2 separate regions of the Zea mays genome follow, and region 2 is linked to region 1. A link is a contact called in public Hi-C data. All regions are on one chromosome and are shown on one strand. The core of a region is the stretch at or near the end of the contact, and the rest is flanking DNA. Distances in the headings are between cores, read along the strand shown.

Region 1 (6,223 bases), core at 379-2,878:
AATACTGACCTACACGTTGCTTCGAGATCGTGGGATCGAGAACTACTAAGATCGGAGTCATGGTCATCAAGTTATGATGTGATTAAATGATTAACACCAGGTTCTATGTTTATTTTATAATTCCAGAGAAAAGGTAACCGAAAGTAGTAATTAATCCAACTTTAATCAAAATTATAAATTGACCATAGATCATATTTTAGTAGATTATAATGGTAAGTAGATTAACAAGACTAACCAACATCAGTTAAATAAAGACCTAATCATAAAAGAATGAGACATGGTACAATAAGTGTTTTTATTGCATAGTAAATATTTATACAAGACTAACGCAACTTGAACGGATCAAATCGGAGTTAAAACAGAGGAATTGTGAATTTCCTAAGGTTTTATGTATTCAATACAAGATTAATGAAGGGTTTAGTTTTAATATAGTTTTTATGCCAAAACAGAGGTACTATGTGATAAACAATAATATTATAGAATTATAGCAACTGGAATGGACTAAAAAGGAGTTAAAATTCATTTTCTAGGAATTAATTAAGTTCCTATAATTATTTTCACACAAAAATGTATTTTCTAAATGAATTCCTTTGATTTTCTGTTCTTTGGACTGAGCGCACTATTTACGGAAACCATAGGGGCTACGACGCAAATTGTTCTAAGACACAGGCCATCCCGCAGAGTACTGTGGGTTAAATTCTGTAAAGTTCAGGGCTTCTTTTGCAAAGTCGTCGGCCGAAGGGGTACGGGCGACCTCGAGCCGTTGGATCTGCCTTAGATGGTCGCGATTAGATTCTTATCCAATACGAACCAGTACGCAACTAGGGTCATTGGATCTGGGATCTACGACTGATGACTTGCCATGCCCTAACCAAATCAGAACGGCCCGATCACTATCCAACGGTCCACACCATCCTATCTTAAATGTTATCGCCGATCTAGTTTGGATGGTTCATGTGAGGATCAACGACCCAAATCAACTATGTAACCATCTACTCCTAGCCCTCTGATTAAGATCCTACGGTGATCGTGTGTCTCCTACCTCACGCTCACACCCGAGCTCTCCACGGTAGCGCGCGGTGGTGAGCGATTCATCCCGCCCCTGAGCGTCGATTTCCCCCCTAGCAGACATTGAAACGAAGCGGACTCGCATGCGAACCAGAGGAGAAGACTTACCCTCGATTGAGACGGCAATGAGACCCAGCCACGGCACACAGCTGCATCGCGACGCCTGAAAACATATCGGCGAGCAATAAGCAGGGTTCCCAGAGACGACTTGCCCGGATACTTCTAGACCCCATCCAGTAGACCTCCGCGACCCCGATGATCCACCACCGAGGTCCGGTTCTTGGTGTCTATGCCTGACGGCAGCCACGGCGGATCCACACATCAAGCGGCAAATTTCTTAAATGATGGCATCCATGGTTTGACGAGATGCGCCCCTACGTCACCTATATACTCTGAGAAGGAGTCCAAACGCTTGCGGAATAGAAGAACGGATCCTACAAACTCGTGATGACCCCAGCGGCTTGCGACGGAGCGACGGGATCGGAACCAGAGACTCACGGACGGCGAGTTTGGCATCTCTGTAATAGAGCTAGGGCGGGGAAAGTGTCTGACTGGAGTGTGGGGCCTGGCCCACCAGTGGGACACCACACAATTGTTAGCTGGGCCGCGTATAGTATAGCCTGGGCTGGTTCAGTGGTTTTGGCCTAGGCAGTGAGTTTCTCTTTTTCTTCATCTATTCCTTTCCTTTATATTTTTAATTCAAATTTGAATCCCAATTCGAATCAGGTCTTTGAATTTCAAAATTTATTTAAAATGAACAAACAAAGAGATTTACCAGCATGCAATGCAAGGTTCATTTTATTCTTTTAATTCTTAGTTTAATTTCGAATGCATTGTTCATGCTTCCTAAAATTCAAACAACTTTTCAATTTTATTTGAAACCACCTAATCTCCCATACAATTCCTAAATACAAATAATGAAACTACTTCCTCCTATAACTTATGTTTAATATGATTTAAACACATAGTTAATATTTTATTTTATTTTTCATTTAGTTGGTTTCAGGAAAATAGTTTCAAGGACAAACCATCTTTAATCCAAATATTTCATAGAAATTATCTAATTTCCACAATAAGACTTTTGAGGTGTTACAGCGGTGGACTCCGGCTGCACGGGAAAACACTCCGGTGAGCGCGGACCAGTCAAACCAGAGGGGAAGAAGGCGAACCAAGGGGTGTCCCGAGTTGCTAACGGCGAGGCGGAACTCACCGGGGCAACGGATGCGACGGTGGCCGTGGAACGGGCGGCGGGCTTCGGTGAGCGGCGGCGGAGCTGCCTAGTTGCGTGCGCATGGCAAGAGAGGGGGCGAGAGAACTCGACTGAGGGTGCAAGTGAGCAGGGGGAAGTGGGCGAGCGGGGCGCGGGCTCTAAAGGGGCGAGGGCGTGCGGTGGTGGCCGAAGAACGCGGACGTGGGCGCGTCCACGGCGGGGACGTGGGCGTTAGGTTAGGGACGGTTCATGGGTGGGGGCCGCGGGGCAGAGAGAGAGAGAGAGCGAGTGCGTGCGAAAAGAAACGGCGCCGATAGGCCAGCCCCACAGAGCAGCGAGATGGAGAGAGGGAGAGAAGGGGCGCGCAGGCTGGCGCTAACATGTGGGGTCCGCCTGTCAGGGCCCAAGGGCGCGCGCACGGGGTTGGGCCTGGTGGGCCGACTTGGGCTGAAATGGCTTTTCCATTTTCCAGGGAATTTCTATGTGCTTTTGTATTTATTTTCTCTAGGGTTTTCATTTCAAATTCAAATCAAGTTTCAAATTCAAACAAAATCAAACATGTGTAACAATTCAAAGAATATTTGGAGCTCAGCATGATGCAACTTTTCATGACTCATATTGTTTTGACAAAATAAAATAATTAGTCCCTCACTAATTAAGCTAAATGTACCCAAAAGAAAGAGAGAGAGACAGAGGAACTAGAGAGAGAGAAGAGTAACACCTGAATTTGGTTGGTAATTAGAAAGAAATTTTATACCCCCAAATTCAGGGTGTTACAACCTTTGAGTTGATTGATACTCAAATCAGTTCAAAGTTCGGGGGCTGCGGTGCACCCAAATGGACACAAAGATGAAGCAAAAGTTAAACTCGAAAACACATTATGAAGACCTTTGAGTTGATTAGTACCCAAATCAATTCAAAGCTGTGTAACACCCCAGGTGTTACTCAGGGTTTCTCCTCAGTACCCACATTTGTGACCTATTATAACATGTGGTTTAGTTGGAGCTTAAGGCACCAAACTTGAGGAGCCAAGCCTTGATAAAGTATTTATCACCCTAGAGATCATACCTTAACCATATCAGGCTAGGGAAGATGGTGAAGAGCTACAACCCTAGAATCCCTTTTTAGTACATTAGTGCACTAGAGAAAAACTCAGTGAAAGGACCAAGCAAATCACATTGTCATGACCTGGACCAATTATAAAAGTTATAACACACTTAGTAACATACAAAAAATAGTCAGAGAGTTTTCTCAAAAAAATCATGCCAAATCCCCAAACAAGCCACTCAAATGGGAGCTTCAAATAAAAACCAGGATTTCAGAGTTCTGAAATCCAGCCCTCTCGCAAGGATCAGGGGTGTTCACCAAGTTCTAAAACGCAAAACCCCTTGGCCCAATTGACAAAGTCGTGACTAATTACCCAACCTAACCCCTGTCAGAAGATGGCATCGAAACTCGAAGCCAGACGTGACAAAACCCTGCCATTGCCTCGGGAAAACGCCTACTGGACAGATCACACTTGAGTGGGCAAGATCTGCTCAGCTAGTGAACAAAATCCATCGAGCCCCACACCTTATTTCTAGCTTAGAGTATAAGCAACAGATCGTATACAAAGATTTAGTTGAGATAGGGCTCGGACAAGTGACAAAACGGCAAAGAAAGGGGCTTGGCGAACACTTGCCAGGTGTTCGACGAAGGTTGACAGAAGTCAAGCGAGCTCTGTCCGCCTGCCCATGCACCAACCAGCGCGCCTGCCCCAGCCTGTGCCACGACTGAGGAAACCGCAGCGTCGCGAGCGCCCGCGCCTATAAGTACCAGTGCGCCCTCAGCCTCTCCCTATGCACCCATTTCAAGCCTTCTTCGCTGGAGTTCGCGACCGCCGGAGTACGCCCCCACTCGCCTCACTAACCGCGGTTCCAACCAATGTGGCCCGGCCAACACCGTCTTCCAACCCTCACGCCATCACTACCAGGAGGTTCTAGCCCCCAGTTAACCTCCTTGGCCAACCCAATTTGCCTGTGCGCCTCGCTAAGGTAGTGCCACCGCTCGCCGGACCTCAACCGAGCGCCGGTGCGCGTGGACCTGCTTTCACAGACAACCCTAGCCAAATTCCTCTAGGGAATCGTCTTCCCACTACCTGAGGTGCTTGTCCGCCGAATGAATCAAGCCCTACCAACGTCGACTAGCCAGAGCACCTCCACCGCCAAACTCCGACCGCTGGGGGAGGTAGACCGGATGACTCCGACCACCACTGGTCGTCATCCAACCATCGACGTGTTCGCCAGGACCTCCCCGATCTCCGCAACAGCTTCACCGGAGTTAGACCACCACTGGTAAGCCCCGCCACCTTGTTTTCCGCCGCTGTCACTATTCCGATGAGGTTGGAGCGCGGGTTGAATAGTTCATAAGCCTAGGGGGGTTTTCGCGATGTCAGTGACTCGGGTGAATAGCGCTCTAAAGACTAACCTGCGAAAGGAGGAAAAGAAGCCGGGGACCCGAGCGCAAAACGGCATTTTTTTCCTGTTATTTGAAAATAGCTTTTTAAATCTGCAGCAGGCTTCAAAAATTCATAACTAAAAGAATACTTGCCCAAAATTCATGAAACCAATTTTGTTAAACTATGTGGACTGAGGGCTTTTAACTAAAAATATGGAATCACCTTTGTACAACAGCAAGTTTTAGGGTTTTGATTTAAATAAGAAAACCCCTTAAACCTTGAAAATAAGGAATTTGGTGGAAAAACTTTTAGACTGGGGTTGGGAAAATTTATAGAGATACTTGACCAGTAGTTACAAGGTTTAAAATTATTAAGCACCCTAGTACCAAAAATTAAGCAAATCTTATCCCCTAGGACTTGTTTTTACCCAAACTTTGGAAAAATAGAAAAGGACACTAAAAATAGAAACTAGAGAGCAATATTATTTTGCTAGCATGATTAAGTGATAAAGTTCTAGGGAAATATATGGGACCCTAGTCTAGTATTGTTCTAGAATTTATGATTTTATTTAGGTATTAGGTATTTAAGTAAGATAATGATTAAAAATAATAGGTCATGTAATAGTGATGAACCCAACGGGTAGAAGGGTGCCCCATCTTTCGATGAGAGATGATGGAAGTTGAAAACTTGTTGGAGAATGACGTTGGCTGCCCGACTACCACAACCAAGATGGTGTGGCGCCTTGAGTGACAGGTACACCATCTCCTAATAACTACGATTTGGGGTGGAGGTCAACGTTGTGCTATTCGACTACAACAACCACAAGGGTGCTGTGCCTTAGCGATAGTTACACCGGCTCCTGTCGTTGCTGGTCTTGCCGTGCCAAGAACAGCCTTGAACCTGCAAGCAATCGAGAACAAGCAAGAACAAGATAACAAGCAAACACGCACGGATCTGATAAAGTTGGGTCCCGTTTCAAGTATTTGGGTGGTCTAGTCGACACACACGTTTACAAGGAAGTAGCAAAGGCTAAACTTACATCAAACAAAACCCAAGTTCTTTGGTGGCTGCTAGTTGCTTAAATAGAGAAATAGGAAGAAGGAATTCTGGTAAAGTCATGAAGTTCCCTCGGCAGTTCCTGGACGCCTCGGGTGTAGTCTCCCATTAATTCTTGATCCACCAGCAAGTAGTCGAAGGGAGCTTTCCAACAAGTATTTATTTGCATTAAACGGCCTTGGAAGTTGGAAGATATGCCCCATTTAAACTTGTACTTGATGCTGTTACGAAATCCTCTCGAGTGCAGCAGCCTTTATTGCCTTGTTGCCTTCTCCAGTCCAAGATGTTTCACCTCCCAAACACCTCAGCATAATAAAGTCATCGCAAGGCTTTAGTACCTCATTTAAAGAAGAATTAGCTTCAATAGCAAGGAACGAGTTCACCTGATAATTAAGTTTACGTGCACGGGCTCGTGTCATTTGTCCTTGATTAGCTACGAATGGTGAAGTGGT
Region 2 (6,000 bases), core at 3,014-5,513, 250 kb before region 1:
AACTTGCCTGACACATGAGATTCCAGGTACCAGGATGTTCTTTAGATCCTCGTGACCGCACTGTGTCACACCCAGGCTTTAAGGGACAAAGCCGGGTGCATCTCATACATGTGCCAAAGAAGACAACATATATAATAACAGAGTGTATAGAGATAAATGTCACAATAATCAGAGTACTTATTACATAGCGGAAGACTTACAAAAATAAAAGATAAATATAACAGGATCTAAAATCCATCCTTGGCGCCAGAAAGTCAACTGGGAAACGCCACCTAGATCGAATCGAACTCCTCAATACATGACTCCTCTTGAACCACCTATTCTTCTCCTATGGGGGGTGTGAGACAGCAAGGGTGAGCTCACACATATTCATCGCTCAACAAGTTGTGGGGAATAATGTGGCATGAACTCGCCAAAGGTGGGAGTTCATGTGAGGTGTAAGGCTGATCAACAATAGGGGTTAAAGCTGAGCATTGCTTTTAAGTAGTTGGTCAAAATTTTATTAGCAGTTACTAAATGAAGTAAATACCAAACCTTAAATAAAGTAATAGAACAAAATTAATTAACAAATCCCATGCAAATGCAAATGACAAATTGAATTTAAGTTCCATAAATTAATCATCAGAGAGTCCTGAGCTGCTCATGACCGCGAGCACGACTAGTATACCAGTTTTACACTCTGCAGAGGTTGTACCCTATACCTACAAGTCGTGTATCCCATGTCGCCAGGGTTAGCTAGGCCCTTAGACACTACCAAGGTGAATGGCTAGGGATCCACTACGAGGCCTTTACAAAGTTCCACTAGCTTCCGAAAACCCGCTACAGTTTATGGGAAGAGCACTTGCAAGAATCCCCCGTCTGACCGCAATCGCAGCAAAATCAACCCAAGAACCACCTTGCATGCAATCCCCTACTGCCCTTGCCCCTTTCGGGTAAGGTAGTCTTCCACTAGCTTTCCTAGTTAGTTGGCCAAGGGCGTCCCATTAAACCCTTGTGGTGGCACGTGTTTCTCAAGTTAAGCTCCATGTTCCAATTAACATTAATGATCTTGACATGAACATAAATAGAATAACAAAATAATTGGAACATGGATATAATGAAAGATTATCCCAAAACCATGTAAAGCAATAGCAAAACTACCCAAGTGATTCAGGGGTAAACAAGGTAATCAGGATAAACAGACTAGGGTGACCTATAGGGTCCCATCAAAATTAAACCTATGCATTGAATAGTGATAATAAAGAATACTATTGGGAAAACAAAAGTGATCAAGGGCACAACTTGCCTGGCACTTGAGATTCCAGTTACCAGGGTGATTGTTCAGATCCTCGTGACCTCACTGCTAGTCGTAGCAATACAAACAAACATGGTATAGACAAAATTAACATCACACCAAACATAAGAACAAACTGAATAATAGTAATCTACGTGTTTCTATGAGATCGTGGGATTGAGAACTACTAAGATCGGAGTTACGGTTATTAAGTTATGATTTTCTGAAGTTCTTTTGTGTTTGGTACAAAAATAATTGTGTGATAATTTTTAATATGGTTTTCATGCTAGAACAGTGTTACTCAGTGATATGCAATATTACTACCAAATTATAGGAACTAGAATGGACTAAAAAGGAGCTAATATGAATTTTCTAGTGATTAAACACTGTTCTGGAATTATTTTTATATTAAAATTCATTTCCTATATTCCTTTATCCCATTTTCACCTGGCTCTAGACTACGCACCAGATGTCTAAAGAGTGTAGGGACCTAAGCGCAAAAACCCCGCAGACTCAGACTACCTTCAATGTGGATGGCAGGTTAATTTTGTTACTCTCTGGGGTTTCTTTTGTAAATGTCCCAATCCGAAGGGGTATGATCTAATATGGGCCGCACGATTGAACATGGACGCTCGAGATTAGATCGAGAACTTTATGAATCGGTATGCGACGTCGACCCCGGGATCCAAAATCTACGGTGTAGATCACATCCGACCCGAGACTGCCTTGGTCCATCATATCGGATCTTAACGGTTTAGATACCGCCTACCTAAGCGCTATACCAGGAGCAAATCTGCGCCGTTCACCGAGAATCTAACGGCGCCAGCGTTCCGCGACTCAAACACGGTGGCGCTATCCACGCCGCGGCGGAGCACTCGCCGGCGACACACGACGGAACGACCCGGGGTTTGTATACCAACACTACCGGGTGCAAAATGATCTAGGGCATGCAACGAACTAATTGAGCTGAGTCTTACCCAAGATTGCAGTGGCGAGGATGCAGCCTGCGGTGACACTTGGTAGGTTGGCGGAGGAGGAGGTCCGTCGAGCAATTCCGGCAACCCCGCCTTATGCTCCGACCTCAGTGGTCTACGGACGTGTCCCATGACTCCTGGCGACACGCCCTGCACCCGCCGCAGAGCCCAGCCTGCCGTGAAGGTTGAAATGAACGACGACGACAAGTCTCACCGAGGGTTGCACTCCTTACGGATTTCTCGCAGGGTGATGGCGAAGGCGTTGGTGCGCGCGACCGAGGCTTCCCGACACTATTTGTACGCACGGAGCCACGACTGAAAGGACCAGCTGATGCTTAGGGAGTCCGGAGAAGCAGTTGCGGTCGCGGCGGGTTCGGAAGAACGGAGACTAGCTTCATGCGGAACTCGCGCGCCGTGAGCACGATGACTAATGGGCCCCACGCGCCAGCGAGTGCGCCGCGAATGTGACCGACCCGAGGGCCCCGCTGGTAGTGGCCGTGAGGGCGGATGCGCGCGGTTGGGCCGGTCAAGCGCGGGGGAAGAAAAGGGTATTGGGCCGAGGCAGAGGATTGAGCCCAGTATCTATTTTCCATTTTCTTTTTTTTTCTTTTCTTTTCTGTTTTCTTTTCCCTTTTTATTTCAAATATGAAATTTGAATTCAATTTTTTTGTATCGAATTTGTACTCAAATTAATTATTAAATTTTAAACATGCCATCATAAATTTATTTTGTAATTTATAGTATTTCTTCTCTTAAAATCCAAATTCTAATTTGGGTTTTAATCCAAATCTCCAACTTTTTATTATATTTTTATTATTATTATTGTTGTTATTATTAAATGTACAAACAAAACTCCAACATGATGCATGGCTTTTCTTTCTTTTTTTGTTTTAGTAAAGAATTATTCTCTTTTAATTAGGTTTAGTCACATGTCTCAAGAAGTAGATGGCAAATCACATAAAGAGATCAACTCTTTTATAAGTCTTATAATATGGGTATCACACACTGCTAGTCGTAGCAATACAATCAGACATGGTATAGACAAAATTAACATCACACCAAACATAAGAACATACTGCATGATAATGATCTACGCGTTGCTACGAGATCGTGAGAACGAGAACCACTAAGATCAGAGTTACGATTAAGGAGTTATGATTTTATAGAAGATCTGTGTGATTAAAATATTAAACTATATTATAAATTGGTTGGTATAAACCATATGAGATATTATTCTATAATAATTATCTCAACTTTAATCTAAGTCATTATTTGATTAAATATCATCCAGTCAAATTATAACCGTAAGATCAGAATACTATATTAATATTAAAGAAGTTAATCCAATAGACATAGATTAATCCAATTAACATAAGATAAACAAATTAATTATTTACAACATGTCTCATGATAAACTAAGGTTACCAAAGTGTAGGCAATATTATTATGAAGATAACGCAACTTGAACGTACCAAAACGGAATTAAAATGAATTAATTATGATTTTCTGAAGTTATTTGGTACCTAGAATAGAGTAATTCAAGTGTATAATTTTAATTCAAGTTTCATGGCTAAACAAAGATACTAGATGATAAAAAATATTAAAACAAAATTATTGCAACTGGAATGGATCACTTTGGAGCTAAAATGAATTAAATATGAATTACACAAGTTTCTGAATTTATTTGTGTATTAAAAATCAATTTCTATATTTAAATATCAGATTTCTCTGATCCTGGGTCACGCACATTATTACAGACAAACTCAGGGTTAAACTTGCAAAAATCTGGCAGACTCAGGTTACCTCCCTGGTGGATGGCGGGTTTAATAAGAAATTCTATAGGGTCTCTTGTGTAAAACTAGTGCGCCGAAGGGGTGTCGCGTGGGTAGAGTCGTCCGATCAGAAAACAAGGGCTCAGATTAAATCTTTCCCTCGCCTGAACCGGTATGCATCACTACCCAACCGATCCGAGATCGACGATGAATATTCAATGAAGGGCTTATCTAATCTACCACGTTGGACACAACATGGATGACCCAGATTGATCCTACCAAAGGGGGACGCTGCGTTCTAATCTACGTCGTTCATCACGATCCAATGGTTCGCGAGCTTCTTCTTCTTCCCCCACCGGACACCAGACCATGATGGCAGCGGCCATCAAACGATCTACCATAAACGCGTCTATAGAGAAGAATACGACAGTTATACAAAAGATCGGATGATCATCCGAACCCCGAAGCAGATGCCCAGGAGCACATCAAGCGCGACTATCTTCCTGGTGGCTCCAAGTTTTCTCTCCCATCTCCCCAGCCCGAGGCCCCCAGCTTCCGCTCTCTTGGTGTTTATGGGATAGGCATGGTGGCCAAGTTGTGCGCAAGGGGAATATTTATATCACGACATGGAAGGGCCTGCCTCTGCATGCCGTAGTACCACAACAATTTTTTTTGTTTTGCCCAAAATTCTCGGCTGCGCAACTAATTTCTGTTAGCGCGGTTATGGGAGAGCATTTTACTGGTATTGTAGCCCTACATAGCAGAGGATATGGTGAAGAACATCAGGCGTGGTGGTTACGATCCCATCGTGCCTGGATGAAGTTCTCGGCCATAGGAATAAAGAAAGACTAAAAAACAATACGATGGCAAGTGCATGTGGTTGGCTGTTACAAGAGATTGCTCAAATATATAGCAAGTTTTTTTCTATTTCTATTTTCCGTTGCACGTCCAATGTTTCAAATTTGATTCAAATTATATTTTTTTCTTTATTCACAAAATCGAATGCAACAACCAAAACTCCAATATGCTCTCTAAATTAAACATTTTATTTAGTATTTTATTTAAATAATCCCAATGCATGATTCTCGCAAAAATAGGTATCTTTTAGAAGAAGTGTATAACCTTTATCAAGATATCTTTTAATTAAGAGTACTTATAAATATATTGATCAACAAAGTAATAACTAAATTCATATAGGGATCCTTTAATTTAATCTTTGTTAGCCAACAAATTAAATTTAGGAGATGTCACTTGAACGGTAAGAAAATTCTTATTAAAGATATTCTGTTTCAAAAAACCTTGGAGAATTTTATGAATTTCTAAAATAGAATTTTGGGTACTAAAGGCGCGAAGAACTGAATTGGGGGAAAAAGGAAATTCGGGCGCTGTGGGGGCTAATCGGAGGCAAGGGCGGGTGCTCTGGCTTCGTGACAACCTAACGGAGCTCACTGGGGCATTGATTTATAGCGCCCATTAGCGGTGGCGTCCAATTTGAAGGAAGTAGGTGATACCGTGGCTTTCACCGTGGCAAGGCCACCGGCAATTGACAGGCTTGCTAAGGTGCTTCACTGCAACGTGTTAAACCTCCCAGGCACGTGGCGCATGAGCAGTAATCGGCCAATGCCCGTGAAGTTCATTCCGGCCAGCCGCAGACCAAGTGGGTACGGTGAGCTCAACAGTGACCGAGTTCGAGCCAATCCAGGCGCTAAGATCATTTACTCCCCTCAGTTATCCACTTTGCGCTGGGCACGAATCGCGGCGGCCAGCGCGAATCCGGGCGCGGGATCACCGGCGACGAAGGGCGATGAATCTAGGGATCTTTTTCAGCTACTATACAATGGGAACCTTATTCAGAGCGCCTGACCTAGCATAATTGAGGGCGATTTGCTCCAAAATTTGTGTGACAACTTGATCATCCATCTGTATCAAAGTTGTTGAGCTACAATCCATATTCAATTTTGTTATAGCATCTCCAGTAAAA

Evidence for each region. A called contact is a pair of places that touch in the nucleus more often than the background predicts.
Region 2: a contact with region 1 is called in a Hi-C map of leaf, with 4 times the contacts expected there. The contact joins two enhancer-like sites. A contact is called at or near these places in 2 of 25 Hi-C or Micro-C datasets (endosperm and leaf).

The regions. Positions count from the first base shown.
Region 1 is chr7:63,973,971-63,980,193 of Zm-B73-REFERENCE-NAM-5.0, reverse strand. No RefSeq gene overlaps it. Among protein-coding and RNA genes, the nearest start is that of LOC103632389, 240 kb to the left of the region's middle. Within about 2 kb of position 1,628, at least 19 of the 20 cell types and tissues checked have an H3K27ac peak or open chromatin away from gene starts, as enhancers often do. A contact at or near this core is called in endosperm and leaf, where this site is marked.
Region 2 is chr7:64,224,609-64,230,608 of Zm-B73-REFERENCE-NAM-5.0, reverse strand. No RefSeq gene overlaps it. Among protein-coding and RNA genes, the nearest start is that of LOC103632389, 12 kb to the right of the region's middle. Within about 2 kb of position 4,263, at least 8 of the 20 cell types and tissues checked have an H3K27ac peak or open chromatin away from gene starts, as enhancers often do. A contact at or near this core is called in endosperm and leaf, where this site is marked.